2 separate regions of the Mus musculus genome follow, and region 2 is linked to region 1. The links are chromatin contacts, called in public HiChIP or PLAC-seq maps. All regions are on one chromosome and are shown on one strand. Each heading gives the region's core, a stretch centred on a gene start, on an enhancer-like site or on the middle of the called end of the contact. The rest is flanking DNA. Distances are from core to core; before and after follow the strand shown. Region 1 has its middle 62 kb from the start of Tgfa. Region 2 has its middle 46 kb from the start of Fam136a.

Evidence for each region. HiChIP or PLAC-seq counts read pairs in DNA pulled down with a chosen protein or histone mark.
Region 2: a FOXA1 HiChIP or PLAC-seq map of pancreatic cancer cells shows a contact between it and region 1. The contact joins two enhancer-like sites. A contact is called at or near these places in 2 of 15 datasets of contacts at CTCF or cohesin (the NIH/3T3 cell line and large pre-B cells), 2 of 484 Hi-C or Micro-C datasets (the G1E-ER4 cell line and embryonic fibroblasts) and 7 of 115 datasets of contacts at active chromatin or transcription factors (embryonic fibroblasts, embryonic stem cells, pancreatic cancer cells and 1 more).

The regions. Positions count from the first base shown.
Region 1 is chr6:86,129,037-86,136,800 of GRCm38.p6, reverse strand. It overlaps the pseudogene Gm19596. Among named protein-coding and RNA genes, the nearest start is that of Tgfa, 62 kb to the left of the region's middle. Within about 2 kb of position 2,645, at least 27 of the 459 cell types and tissues checked have an H3K27ac peak or open chromatin away from gene starts, as enhancers often do. A contact at or near this core is called in pancreatic cancer cells, where this site is marked.
Region 2 is chr6:86,315,662-86,323,425 of GRCm38.p6, reverse strand. No RefSeq gene overlaps it. Among named protein-coding and RNA genes, the nearest start is that of Fam136a, 46 kb to the left of the region's middle. Within about 2 kb of position 4,350, at least 88 of the 459 cell types and tissues checked have an H3K27ac peak or open chromatin away from gene starts, as enhancers often do. A contact at or near this core is called in pancreatic cancer cells, where this site is marked.

The DNA of each region.
Region 1 (7,764 bases), core at 1,396-3,895:
CCACAAGACAATGGACTTAACCCTTCAAAGTTCTGAGGGAACACTAATTTGCCTCTGGATTCTATATCCTGCTAAACTATCAACCACAAAATTTCAGGTTGAAATACAATTCTTTTATAAGTATAGAACATAGAAAGTGTGGCTCCCATGAGAAGCACCCTTTGGATCTTTTATCACAGGCAATGTGATGGAACAAGAACCCAACTTTGTTCCCTAGGCCCATCAACACATTTGTTTCATAGCAATTCCAGCCAGTGACTGAATGAGTGCACCTCAGTCACACTCATTGGGTGTTCTTGCGGAAGACCCAAGTTTGTTTCCCAGCACTTATGGTGGGTAGCTCACAACTATCTGCATGCACTCTGTCTCCAGGGGATCCAGCGCCCTCTTCTGGCCTCTAAGCACACTTGCGCACACATGGCATAGTGTCACACATATATACACACACACAGAGAGACACAAATCTACACACACAAAACTTTTTAAAAGGCATAACTGAACTGAAGAAAAATAGTCACTACTAGAAAATAAGTGACAGTGACAGATTAAAATACAAGAATACCAGCACCAAATTAAAATATTAAAATGGTAAAACCTAAAGAGAAGATTATTGCTATGGACACAGAGAAAGGCGATCTCTCCCATATGCATACCTGGACCCCTGAAGATGACAACTAGAGTGAAGAGCCACAGAATGTTTACTTTGCTAAGTGTTTGGACACAGCACACTTTGTTCTGCCCTGGCCATAGACACTTCCCAAAATTCTGAGCATAGCTTAGAGTCTCCTTGGCTTTGAAGTTACATGAACATTTGGCAAATTCCTTAAGGCTCCTGAGCCTCAGTGGTAATTAAAAAAGTTATTGTTTATTGTGTGTGATATGGGGTGAGGGGATGCTCACCACAGCATGAGTGTGGAGGTCAGAAGACAGCTTTTGAGAGTCTGTCCTCTCTACCTACCAGGTGGGTTTTAGGGATTGAATTTGGGTTGTCAGACTTATGGCAAGCACCTTTATCCACTGAGCTATCTTGCCAGCCCATTAATAACTACCACTTAATGCCAATTAATAACTACCACTTGAGAATGCTGAGCGTTGAATGGGAATTGTGCACAGCCTGACACGCGGCAGCTCTGCTAAGCATTGTTATCTGTCTAGATGAGAAGTGAAGGGAATCCTTTCATGTTCTTTGTCTTTGGTAACCAAACTTTAGATGAAAAGAAAGGATTGTAATAACTCTGAGATGAGACAGAGTGCAGGCTAAATTCTGCGTCTCAATCCCAACGGTTTCTCCTTTCTTCCTCAATGGGAAACTTTGTACAAGGCACGTTTCCTCTGCATGCTCTGGCTTCCCTGCTGAGTCACAGTGAGTTTCCTCCTATGAGCTGCATGAGGATTGAGGGAGTTAGGAGAGTGGGTGGGTGACTATAATCGATAATTAAGATGAAGGGCTGGAGAGATGGCTCAGATGAGAGTGTTTTCTGTGTTTGCAGAGGACCTAAGTTCAGGTCCTAGGACCCACAAGGTGGCTCACAACCACTTGAAACTTCAGTTCCAGGAGCTCTGATGCTCTCTGCTGGTCTCCAAAGGCACATCCAGGTATATGACACAAAAGTAAAACCAAATCATTCAAATTCATCAATAAAAGTTAGCTATAATTGTAGTTTGAAATTAGCCACAAGGGCCTCCAGGTTTAAGGTGCCCGACTGAATATATCTACTGTCTCTACATGTAAAAGATTTAAAAATACTCACAAGGGGAGGATGAATAAAAATATGCAAAGGATACAAAATGTTGAAACTGAAAAAGTGGAATGGGGAGTGGAAAATAAAAATTAGGAGACTGTACAATGCTGAATATTTTGTACAGAAAATTTTATTTTAGTTTTTAGTATATGTGTGTGCATTTAAGAAAATTTAAATATGTGAGAAATGAGAACTCAATAGAAACACCTGAAACTACATTGGATGAAATCTTCTGGGAAATACAATAAAAGAAACAGAAAGCAGGAGAGATGACGTACAAACATCAGAGGGTAACTAGAAGAAATCCGAGATCCGAATATGACCAGTAGCAATTTAAGAGAGAGCAGAGGAGATTGACAATAACAATCATCAACAACAGCGTAAGAGAATTTCCCAAAACCAACGGACATGACTCTTTAGACGCAAATGGTCTTCTGGGACTCGCCAATTGCTTAACAGTAAATCCAGACGAAGGTACATCATTACACAGCTTCAGAACTGTGAGGGCAACGGGAACATCCTACAAGCTCTCAGAGAGGAAGAAGACAGAAAAAAAAAAAAAAAAAAGAAGAATCTGAATTGCTTTGGTTTTTTCAGTAGCAACATTAGAGACACAAAGCTTGTGTCAATGGGCTTTCAATCACTATAGCAAAATACATGGGGGAGATTATAAAGAGGAAAGGTTCATGCTTCTCATAGTTTTTTTTTTTTAAACAGAAAATTATTCTGAGTAACTTCTGGAAGGTAAAAATACATTAAAAAAAATTAAGTCAATAAAAAGAAGGCAATTATTAACTATAGATTAAAAACAAAAAGTAAGGAAGGAAACCTCACCACTGGGCAAGGCTGGGCTGTGAGTAATGTTTGTCCAGGCATGACAACATTAGCAGAGACCATTGATTTGGCCTAGGACTGTAATAATTACATGGAGGGGAGGGGACAGGAAGTAAAGATACTGGGGTGGTGGAAGAGAGACAGATTCTCATCTACCACCACAGGAAGTCTGTGGCTCAAGGACAAGACAGCAGCTCTCACAACATGAGCTAGAAACACAGAGATGTGCAGTCTGGTGATGACAACAGTTCACAGTGGCAGCTGTTAGGACCCAGCACGTGTAAAGTAGGGACAGGTGGGAAGGGAGCTGTGTTGTATTCTCCCAGATCAATTTGATGTTTGAAACAATGTGCCTCAACAAAACAAAGATTATCAGAAAACATTAAAAGACTAGCACCTCTGAGGAGCCGGTGTTTAGTGTCTGCCTCTAAGGCTGTGCTGCCTTTTGCGATGCCCAATGTACGGCATGGAAAATATTGGCAACTCTTCCTAAGCGAGCCTCTCGTTTTCTATAGAGGTATTAAAACATGCCATTATATTATATTATATACTAGTATAGAATGTGCCTTACACTAAACATGGAGGCAAACAAGTGATACGTAAGTAGAAAGCATTTAAATGCAAGTTCGACAACATCCTAAGTGTCAGTGGTATTAGTCAGCCTTCTGCTGCATTAACAACATGCCCAAGATAATGAACTCAAGGGAAGAAGTTTCCTGTGTCAGCCTTCAAGGCCTAATGCTGCTTGTGTAGCCATGTTGCTTTGGGATTGTTGGTGCCAGAGTATATCATGGTGATAGTACAGGGTGGCAAAGGACAAGGTATTTACTTCATGATGGGCTAAACAAAGACAGGAAGAGGACGGCCTGGGTACCAGTATCCCCATCAGCAACACACCCCAGTGATGTAACTTTCTCTAATGAACCCTCCACTTAGAGACACTACCACTTTGCAACAGCACCATGGGCTGTGGCCAAGTCCTCACTACATGGGCCTCTGGGAAACATTCATGACCCAACCATTATAATTTTTCATTACATTGAAACCACATTTAAAGAAATCTGGGAAATACAGTAAAAAGGAACAGAAAGCAGGAGAGATTTCCTTTTTGACTTTGTAAGAAACCTTTAGACTTTGAAGTCTGGCTTTCAGCCTAAAGATGGCCTTGAAGTTTGATCTGGGAGGCTGGACAGAGACCGTTGCTCCAGGCTTCAGACTATGTCCACCTTGCCTTTGAGATATGAAGGCCCCCTCCCTGAGAGGGGATTCCTGCTCATCTGCCCAAACCCATCACAGGATACACCCAACAGCTATTAGCTCGATACCATTCACACATGGAACTAAGAGGGAGTGGGTCCCTCCTTAAGATTTCATCTGTGTCACTCAGGGGACTCCAGAATGGAATCTAGTACCCTCACAATGTATGGAAGTGTGTGTGTTTGTGTGTGTGTGTGTGTGTGTGTGTGTGTGTGTGTGTGTGTGTGTGTGTGTGTGTGCATTTGCCACAGCATGGGTGGCTTATAAAAAATAAGCTGTGCTTTCTAACAGTTTTGGAGGATACCACCCCAAAATCAAGGGGGCAGTATGGCTGTTTGTTTCCCACAAATGCTCTAAAGAGGATCCTTCTTTTCCTGTCGAGTGGCCTTGGGAATTCCCTGGCACTATCCTGGTCTCTGCCTGCAACCACACCTGCCTTCTCCCCCCTAGGTCTGGAGGGATATGTGTCTCCCCAGAGTGGTCTCTTGTGCTGCACTGTGTATTATAGACACTGCCTGCTAGATTAGAGCCACATCTGTCCTGCTTGGCTTTGCTCTACCCAACTGCATCTGCTAGGACTCTATTTGAAAGCCAGGCCATAAGTTGAAGCCGTTCAGACTTGAATGTACATTTTGAAGGGGAAACAAGTCAGCTTTGAACAGTATGAAAAACAGATTTTCTGTTCTTAGCATGGCAGGCTTACCTCTCCCTGGCACCACTGTCTTCTCTTCAGTCAGGAGGGCTTACCCAACTCTCTACACAGTCCTTGACAAGTGGCTCTCTCAGCTAGCTAAGAAGAGGACCCAGGAAGACTGCAGGGAGTCAATCTACATTTCAAAGAAGGCTTTTTTTTTGTTTTGTTTTTTTGTTTTTTTCGAGACAGGGTTTCTCTATATAGCCCTGGCTGTCCCAGAACTCACTTTGTAGACCAGGCTGGCCTCAAACTCAGAAATCCGCCTGCCTCTGCCTCCCAAGTGCTAGGATTAAAGGCGTGCACCACCACGCCCAGCTCAAAGAAGGCTTTTTAAATCAGCTGTCAACAAAGCAGATTGCCTGGCAGAGGTGGCTAGGCCTTTAATCCTAGCACTCAGGAGGCAGAGACAGTAAAATCTCTGAGTTCAAGCCCAGCCTGGTCTATAGAGCAAGTTCTGGAATGGCCAGGGCTACACAGAGAAACCATATCTCAAAAAGAAGACAAGACTCAGAGATCAAGACTAGAGAGGTTAAGAGAATTTTCTGCTTAGTTCAGTTCCTAGCACCCAGATCTCTAGCACCAAGGTCCGGGGACTCACAGTGGCCTTGAACTCCAGCTTGAGGTTCCATCACCCTCTTCTGGTCTCTGCCCACACATCTGCACTCACACATGTACATGAAACTAAATAATAGAGTCTTAAAACAAAACACAGACTTCATTGAGAGTTAAACAAATGGAATAAATGATACATAGTAGATGAAGATGAAATTTTAAATTTGGCAAAAGGCAGCAGGGAAAATATTTTTTAAAAAGACCTTCCAGGATTTGGGCATCTCATCCCTCCTCTCGTGAGTGCAGACAGAATGCAGAGAATTCTGGGTATCGGTCTCCATCCTACTGTTGGGAAGACACAGACAAGGGCATTTTGGGTGGCAATGTCCAACACTTTTGAGAACAGTAGGAGTCTATTCTGGGTAGCCACATCCACCCTGCCTCTGAACGATTCAGAGTGCATTCTGGGTAGCAACACTCATCACCCTGAGAAGACTCCGTGTTTGTGAAGCTCTTCTCACACCTCAGCCTCCTTCATACCCCAGAACTCCCAGCCGTGACTAGAAGATTGGGGGCTACAGTTGTCCCAAGATGCTCACTTTCTGTCTCTCAGGTTGGGTCTAGCTTTTCCCGAAACCCAATGACTGATAACCTTCCTCTTGCTCCAGATGACCCACTCCAGCCCACAGTGACTCAGATAGGAGCTTGTAGTCATGGGTGTCTTTCCTGTCACGGAAGAAAGAGACAGTGGTCTCATTGTTTGGATGACACAGTCTTCTGGGTGGGAATATGCTGGGGTTTTTGTTGTTTGTTTGTTTGTTTTGTTTTTTGTTTGTTTTTGAACCCAGAGGCTTTGGGGATAAGAGCAGGAGGTCACGGGTGGCCCTGGGTATTTATTTGAAAGCCATTGGGATAATTGTGAATCATTCTTTAGTGACTCACTCTTGTTATTGTGAGAGAGAAGTTTGTCTTGACCACCCCCCACCCCCACCCCCAGCTCCCAGTTCTCGTCTCAGTTGTGACAAGATACACCAGTTCTTCCAAAAACAATGGTTCATAGCTGTGTGTAAACTGGTATCACCTTGCCTGGGAACCTTCATTCTCAAGGAGCAAGCAGTGGGAGGCACCCAAGACAGAAATGCTCAAGGAAGTCTTGGAGAAGTCTAGACAGCTCACCATGAACTTCTCAGAATGTGTTCAGACAGTTGGCCTCCTCCCAGAGACCCCTCTGCTACCCCAGGGAAAAATCTACCCGGAAAGCACAAGGGGCTCCCTCAGATGAGGGCAGCCACCCCAATCAGACCTCAGGACCAACTGTCATGTCTTACCAAAATAGGCGTTAAAAGCCGTGATAAGGGGAAGGCTTGTAATGACAGCCTGAGCCTCCTTTCATCCAAATCTCTAGAATCTCCTAGACACACTAATTACCCCTCCCTGCCCTGGGAGGAGGAGGAGCCTGCGCTTGTTACCCTGGCAGGACATCTCAGCTCCCTAAGAACCAACACTGACCTAAACCCAGGAATGGCATGGGGTCCACCCTCAACCCTGTCAGTGTGGTTCTTATGAAGGTTCCTTATCCCGAATTCACTATGTTAAAAATGACAGAACTGGGGTTGGCAAGATGGCCCAGTGGATAAAGGCACTTTGCCTCCAAACCTAACCACCTGAGTCTTATCTCCAGGACTCACGTGGTGGAGAGAGCCAGCAGGTTGCCCTCTGGCCTCCACACATGCAGCAAGGCACGTGCTCCCTGCCCCAAAGAAAGTTCAGTAACTTTTTTTTTTCCTTTTAATGGAAGAAATAAGGGCTGGAGAAACAGTTCAGCAGTTAGACTCTCGCTCTGCGATCATGGGGATAGGGGTTTGGATCTCAGCACCTACATAAAAGCTAGGCATCCCCCCAAAAGCCTGAACCCCAGTTCTGAGTGAGGCTGGAGGATGGCTGGGGTTCACTGGCTTCCAGCCTAGCTGAGGTTCAGAGAGCCCATGCCTCACAGGGACAGGCAGACAATGTCCCCAGGAACTCACAGGTGCCTCTTCCAGCCTCCCAGAATGTACAGGCACACACACCACATATACTCAGACACTTAGGTACCATGAACACACAAATAAGTAAAATAGAATTAAAAAAAAAAACGACAAATGGGGTAAATGGTAATATGTAGTAGTGCCCTGTGAGTTGCCAGTCATTGAAGATGTGGTGTGAGGGTGCCATCTGCCTCAGGAGAGCTGTGCTCCCAATTTGCAGGTCAGCTGCTTGGCATTGTGGGGTAGGAGGGAGACTGCTCAGCCCACAGGCTGCTAGCCGGAGCTCCTATACATGTAAAAACATCTAGCCACAGATTTCAGGACTCTCTACAGAGTAGAATGTGAGGTGGCATAGAATGGTGAGTAGAATGGGGAATATAACAAAATTCCTGTCCCTGGAACCCATCCTACCTTCCTGGACAGCCCTTGGGCTGTGACACCATGAGCCTCACTTCCTGGACAGTGGTGCTTGCCCAGGCTTAGTTGAGATTTCTGAGGACTTGACAGCATGGGAGGAACAACATTGGTTGTCCTAGATTAATACGTTATCCTGTTGAAACCCCGCAGTGGTTTCTGAGATCTGTCTAGGAAAGCCAACTTGTTCTAACCTCAGTCTGGTCAGGGACAATGACAGTCACTTAAAAATATTGAGGGGCAG
Region 2 (7,764 bases), core at 3,101-5,600, 180 kb before region 1:
CATACCTGCTCCACCGACTTTGCAAAGGAAAACCCCTGGTGGGAGGAAGTGGGGGTTGAATGAGAAACATGTGGGCAGTTTGAGGGTTTCGCTCCCTAGTTCAGTGAAACCCAGGCCTTCTGACAAATGCAGACCACGGGACTGTTTGACCTGAGAGTCATCAAGCAACCCAAGTTCCACCCTGTTCACAAAGCTGTGCGGCTGGGTAGGTGGGGAGACGTGCTCATTTGCATTCTCATTTACATGCTCATTTGCATGAGCTCTGCTGAGTCAGCCAGGGTCACAGGCATTTCTGATGTTCCCTCCATGTTGCTCTGGTAGGATCTAGACAAACTTGCCCTGCCCGCGTCTCAAATTCCTTGGCAAGAGGGTAATGGTGGCGCACGCCTTTAATCCCAGCACTCGGGAGGCTGAGGCAGGGGGATTTCTGAGTTCGAGGTCAGCCTAGTCTACAAAGTGAGTTCCAGGACAGCCAGGGCCATACAGAGAAACCCTGTCTCGTGGGGGGCGGGGGGGGGGGGGAGTTTTGTTTTGTTTTGTTTGTTTATTTATTTATTTATTTATTTATTTTTATTTTAATGTGTTTGTATCTGTATCTGTGTCTGTGTGTGGATTTCTGTATATATGTGGTGCCCACAGAAGCCAGAAGAGGGTATTGGATTTCCTGGAGCTGACACCATAGGCAGTTGAGAGTGGGGTGCTGGGAGCTGAATCTGGGCCCTCTGAGAGCAGCGCACACTCAACCCCCCACGTGGTCTCTTCAGCCCTAGGATTGTTTTTTGTTTTTGTTTTTTTTGTTTTTTTTGTTTTAAATCTGTTTTGTTTTTGCTTATCAATTCTTCTTCCTCCAACTTTGGCTTAGTTCATAACACATCCACTCTGTCTATTTTGAGAAACAGCATACAACCGGCTCTGTGTAGTAGGGTTCACATGCTGTCTTTGTGACTAAAAGAAAAGAAAAAGTAAAACCAATCAGAAGATGGTTTCCCAGATGGGGAACAGCCCGGTGCTGTGTTTGGTTTGCTTTCATGAGTTTCCAAAAGCAGGCAGGCAGTGGCAGATTTCTGTCTGCAGGAAGCTGCTGAAGCCTCTTGAAGAATCTGAAGAAAGCGTGAAGCAGAGGGAGGAGCTCCCCCCCCCCCCCCCCCACACACACAGTGTAGGCTGGTGTCTAGGCTGGTGTCTAGGCTGGTAGCAGCCCTGGCGGCCTCAGGTCTTGAGTGGAGGAGCCAGGAGCCTTCCTTTTCTCATTCACTGTAGCTTCTCATGGATCCCAGGCTGGCCTTGAATTCGATGTGTAGCTGAGGAGGACCTTGAACTTCTGATCCTTTTGCCTCCATTTTCTAAGGGTTGGGATAAAGGGGTTACACTATCTTATCCAGCACCCAAGCTCTGGGTATGAGCCCAGGACTCCTGCATAGTAGCCAAGTTCTTTACAAATCAGCTCCTCCCCCTCCCCCTCCCCCTCCCCCTCCCCCCTCCCCCTCCCCCTCCCCCCCTTCCCCTTCCCCTTCCCCTTCCCCTTCCCCTTCCCCTTCCCCTTCCCCTTCCCCTTCCCCTTCCCCTTCCCCTTCCCCTTCCCCTTCCCCTTCCCCTTCCCCTTCCCCTTCCCCTTCCCCTTCCCCTTCTTCTTCTTCTTCTTCTTCTTCTTCTTCTTCTTCTTCTTCTTCTTCTTCTTCTTCTTCTTCTTCTTCTTCTTCTTCTTCTTCTTCTTCTTCTTCTTTTTCTTCAATTTAAAAGACAGAGCCACATGCAGCCCAGGATAGCCTTCAATCCCCTATGTAGTCATGGATAACCCTGAACTTCTGAACCTTCTGCCTCCGATCTTCAGAGTGCTGGGATCACAGGCGTGATCCTACCACATCCAGTTAGCTGCCCTTCACTCTTTAACCCAGAAGTCTTGTTCCATGTCAAAAGGGGCAGATGAATCTCTGTTTCTTCTAGAAAGTTCTCCACTTACTCTGTACTTGCACAGGGAGCTGGGTGGAGCACATTGAGAGAATGTGACAAGGTCATTAGACCAGTCCAGGGCAGTTCCTCCTGAGTGCTAGGTGGTGACCCTCAAGGCTGTGTCCTGTTATGGCTGTTGGACTTTGCAGACCCTCATCTTCATGGTAAATTCTAGATCAATGTTCAAACACACTAGCCCACATACCCTTGAGAGAGGGGGAGCATTTTGACAACTCCTACCAGCATATTCAGAGGAAGACATGACTGGGTGCTCTGGGCCAAACTGTGCCTTCTCCAATGTCCTATGTTGAAGAGGGGACACTGGACCCTCCAGGTCTGGAGATGTTGAAGAGCTAATTGAGCGATATGATACTGTTAGCAAGACTCCCTGTGGCTCATGACTGGTGTCCTTGTAGGACATGCCCACAGAGGGAAGCATGCGGTGCTGTGGGAGCATCTAGAAGAGAGGCTTCAGGAAAAAGCAGCCATGCTGATACTTGGGTCTTTGCCTCCCAGTCTCTAGAACTTTCGGTATGAGGGTCTCCTCACAGTTGGCTGAGCCCCATTATGTGGTTGTAGTAGCCTGGGCCAACAGCATGACTCTGGTGAATACTCCATGTACTGCTCACCATGAACTCCACCAATTCTGCCTGATTTGTAGAAGGTTCCTATTATAATTTACAGTGATCTTGCAAAGGGATATTGTCCTGGGGGGGGTGCTGGGGACATGTCTCAGTTGGTGGAATGCTTGACTTGCAAGCCTGAGGACCCAAGTTTGAGCCCAGAATCCATGGAAAAAAAGAAAAGGAAGAAAGCTAAGCATGGTGGCACATGTCTGTAGCCCCAGCAAGAAGGAGCAGAGACAGGTGGATCTTTGGGGCTTGCCAGCTACTTGGAAAACTCCAGGCTAGGGAGAGACCCTGCCTCAAAAAAAAAAAGCATGGATGGATGGACTGTATTAGTCAGTGTTCTTTAGAGGGAAAGAACTGATAGAATGAACACACACACACACACACACACACACACACACACGCACACATACACACATACACACACACACACACACACACACACACACACACGCATGCGCACACACGCACGCACACAGGAGATTTATTAGAACAGCTTACAAGCTGTGGTCCAGCTAGTCAAACAATGACTATCTACCAATGGAAGACAGTGTACCAAGACTCCAGTAGTTGTTCAGTACATGAGGCTGTATGTTTTGACTGGTCTTCAGTGTACACCGGAATCCCCTAAGGGTAGGCTCTAATGCCAGTAAAGGAATGGACTTGCCAGCAAGAGCAGCAGCAAGCCTGCAAAGAGAGCAAGCTTCCTCTTCCCGTGTCCTTCATATAGACTGCCAGCAAACCATATGGCCCAGATTAATGGTGGATCTTCCCACCTCAAAAGGTCTGGATTAAAGGTGGGTCTTCCCACATCCAATGATTCGATTAAGAAAACAACCTCCAGGCGGGAGAGGTGGCTCAGCCATTAAGAGCACAGCTGCTCTTCCGATGGTGGCTCACATCCATTTGTAACGAGATCTGACACTCTCTTCTGGAGTGTCTGAAGACAGCTACAGTGTACCTACATCTAATAAATTAAAAAAAAAAAAAAAGAAAGAAAAAAGAAAAAGAAAAAGAAAAAGAAAAAGAAGGAGAAAAAGAAAAAGAAAACAACTTCCTCAGAGGTGTGCCTAGCTGTTTGGGTTTTAGCAAATTCTAGATGCAATCATGTTGACAACCAAGAATAGCCACCACATGGCTCTTGAGGAATGACACTTGAGGTTGACTCCTGGCCTCCAAAGATATGCACACACATGTACATACCTACCCACACACATGTGCACATCCACACAAGGGGTATTGTCCTGTTCCCTCACCAAGTTTTACCACAATGTTCACTTTTTAAAATTCTTTTCTTTTGACAGGGTTCCACTCTGTAGCACGCTGGCTTCAAACTTGTGATCTTTCCTGGCTCGTCCCCCTTAGAGCTGGCATGTGCCATCATACCTGTATTTCTTTGCCTTCTTTGCTTGAGCTTGGGAACAGCTGGACTTGGAGGTGGGAGACTGAGGCATTGTGGCTGTTGCTGTGACCTGGGGAGTCGTGCAGCTCCCAGGCCCTTGGGTTCCTGGGACACAGCAGGAGGTGAATGCATATGCTTTGCGCTCCGTCCTTGCTTTGGATTAATAAGCAGCAACCCTTTGGGGCCAGGCCCCTGACCTAGTGAGGCTCCGCCAGGCATTAGCCTAGTTGTGAGTTGGTGTTGTCTTCATCCAAATATCTGGGAGGCCACCCTCTTCTTCCTCTCTGAGCATTCAGACAGAGCTCTCCAGTGCAGTATCTGCATAGCTGCTGTATCAGGCACTGGCCTGTGTGTGATTCATCATACATTCTGGGCCTGCCTACTGTGACTCACCTGACATTGGAATCCACCATCCGTTTCCCCAGTCGGTGCCTGGTGACGTCATGCTTGGCTGTGGTCTCTCTTTAATTCCCTTCAGCTCAGTACAGCTCCAAACACCTGAACAGTTCCTAAGAGTTCAGAACCACAGGGCACTTACTGTCACAAACAAAATATATACACAGCCCAGTTCTGGGCTCCAGGGAGCTCACAGTTTCCTCAGAAACACAAAACAAGATCTCTGCACAAAACAGGCAAACGTTCGCAAGATATGAATCATGGTTCCTGGTGGGTGGAACATACGTTCCCAGGGCAAAAGGACGATGACTTCTTCTAAGGTTAGTCTTCACTGTGGCCTGGCTGGATTTAGAATCACCTAGGAGATATGGCTCTGAGCGGGTGTGTCTATGAGGACATTTCTAAAGAGGTGTGACTGAGGAGGAAGATGTCCTGTCAGTGTGGGTGGCACCATCCCACGGTCTGGGGTCTTAGACGGAATAAAAAGGAGTTGGAGAGATGGCACAACAGTTAAAGCACTTCCCATACAAGTGGGGCCCCATGTTCAGATCCCCAGAGACCCAGAAGGCAGAGATAGGACATTATTCCCCAGAGCAGGCCAGCTGGCGGGACAAGCCATATCAGTGAGCTCTGGGTTTGATTGAGAGACCTTGCCTCAGTGAACAAGGTGGGAGAGTTATGGAGGACGATTCCTTACATTGAGCCTTCAAATGCACACATGCTTACAGACACACAAACTCAAGCACACACGTGTGCCCCCACACACATACCAGAAATGCATATACACAAGCACACCACACACAGATATGCACAAAAAGGAATAAAAAAAGAGTGGTGGCGCACGCCTTTAATCCCAGCACTTTGGAGGCAGAGGCAGAGGCAGGCAGATTTTTGAGTACGAGGCCAGCCTGGTCTACAGAGTGAGTTCCAGGACAGCCAGGGCTACACAGAGAAACCCTGTCTCGGGAAAAAAAACAAAACAAAAAAAACATAAGCAGCGTACCTGCATCCTCCTTGTTGTTCCCTGACCCGCTGAGATGGAAGCAAGCAGTCTTTTCTTTTCTCCTTTCTTTTTAGATTTTATTTATTTACTATATGTAAGTACACTATAGCCGTCTTCAGGCACCCCAGAAGAAGGTATCAGGTTTCATTATGGATAGTTGTGAACCACCATGTGGTCACTGGGATTTGAACTCAGGACCTTCGGAAGAGCAGTCAGTGCTCTTAGCCACTGAGCCATCTCTCCAGCCCCAGAAGCAAGCAGTTTTTCACTCACACTGGTGTGGGTCTTGCTGCCATGCCTCCTCTACCATGATGGACTGTATCCCTCGCACCACGAGCCAGAAGACATCTTTCCTCCTTGGTTTGCTAGCTATTTGGTCACCGTGACAGGGAAGAAATCAGTTAAGCTGTAAGGCTTGAGCCCCATGAAAGCAGCATGGCTGACAGTATGTTTTTATAGATAATTAAGAGAATTCTTTGAATCCATGGGGAAGGGGGGGCACTCTGGGAAGGGAGGAAGCTCTTACACAGGGTAAGAATCAGTGGAGACAGGATCAGAGGTGGAAATTGGACTTGAGCAAATGGTCTGTTTAATTTGGATGGTGTGATGTAGTTTCTAAATAAGCCTCCCTCCCCTCTCTCTAACCCATGCTGCCTTTGGTTTCCAGACTCAGATGCCATGACTGGACCCAGCTGCAGTTACAAGGCTTCTCCTTGCCGACTAACAGCCCCCTGCTGCCCCCACCCCAGCCAAAGGACCACTTCCTTGGCACACACACTGGAGTGCTCTGCCAAAGGAGTCAAAGTGAGATTGATTTTGGAGGTCAGCCCTGGTAGAGATCTAAGGGTGATCACATGGCCTCCTCTCTGAGGAGGCCACTAGGAATGGTATGCAGAGACTCCTCTGGGAGAGAGAGTAGAACTCCAGAAGGCCATGTAGCTCTTCTCTGGAAAACATTCTTCCTAAACTAGGAAACCCTTCTGAGTCGGACTCTGATGCCCTTAGATTAGTTTGTCCCAGAGCACTCGTGTGTTAGCAATTTGGTCCCAATGTGGCAATGCTAAGAGGTGGGGAGACTTTTCAGAGATGGGGCATTGAGTATAGAGCATGGCTCCCCCTCTCCACTTCTGTCTCCCTGTCTCACCATGCAGTCTCTGCCTCTTACGACGATGCCATGAAGTGCTGTAGCCAAGGGGTCCTCACTGGTCCCTGACCTTATTTTTCCGGGTGGACAGAGATGATGATGTTTTAGGTTATTGGGATGGTTGGCTCATTGAGGTCTCAGGGTTCAGGGTAGAGAGGGATGCTGATTGAAGAAGTGTTCAAGCTCTTATGGGGGAGCATAAATCTGATAGGAAAGGATTCTCCTGAAAGACTGTCCTCAGAGAGCCCCAGGAGCCCAGAGGAGTGTCCATTTTCTGTTGCTGAGGTTGGGTGCTTCATAAGGAAGAGGTTTTCGTTCCTCTCACAATTCTGAAGGCCAAAGATCTAAGACTGGGTGACCTTATCTGGAATCCAGTGAGGACTCCTTGGCTACATCCCTTCATGGCATTGCCATAAGAGAACCTGCTAGAGGCAGATTGCATGGTGAGACAGAGAGACAGAAGTGGAGAAGGGGAGCCATGTTCCTTTCCTCCATACCCAATGCTCTGTCTCTGAAAGGTCTCCCCACCTCTTAGCATTGCTATACCAGGACCAAGTTTCTAATGTACAAGTATTATGGGGTAAACTAACCCATTGTCTTAGAAAGGGTTTCATTGCTATGAAGAGACACCATGACCACGACAACTCTTATAAAAGTGAACATTAAATTGGGGCTGGCTTACAGTTTCAGAGGTTTAGTTCATTATCATCATTGTGGGAAGCATGGCAGCAGGCAGGCAGGCATGGTGCTGGAGAGTCAAAGTTCTAAATCTTGATCCATAGGCAGCAGAAGAGGACCAGATGTGTTTCTTATTGGGCATAGCTTGATCATTTAAGACCTTAAAGCTCCACCTCCACAAAGACTGACTTCTAACAAGGCAACACCTCCTCCAATAAGGCCACATCTCCTTATGGCCACACCTCCTTATGGCCAAGCATTCAAACACATGAGTCTCTGGGGGTCATACTTATTCAAACCATGTCCATCCCAACAGTGCCCACAGCACCACCATTACTTAAAATGTCACCAGAAGGTATCCATCCTATCTAGGATTGGACTTCATGAGTGACTCACTAAGATGCTTAAGCCTGAGGAGTCTTGGAATTGGTGCCTTGTGATTAGAGCTCTGAAAACTTTCTAAAGGAGAAGAGGGAAGCCCTACCAAGGGAAGGTCTTATATTAACTGAAACCCTGGAAGTTTTCACCAGGCTGCACCCTCTTCTTCTTGGGCAGGCGAGGG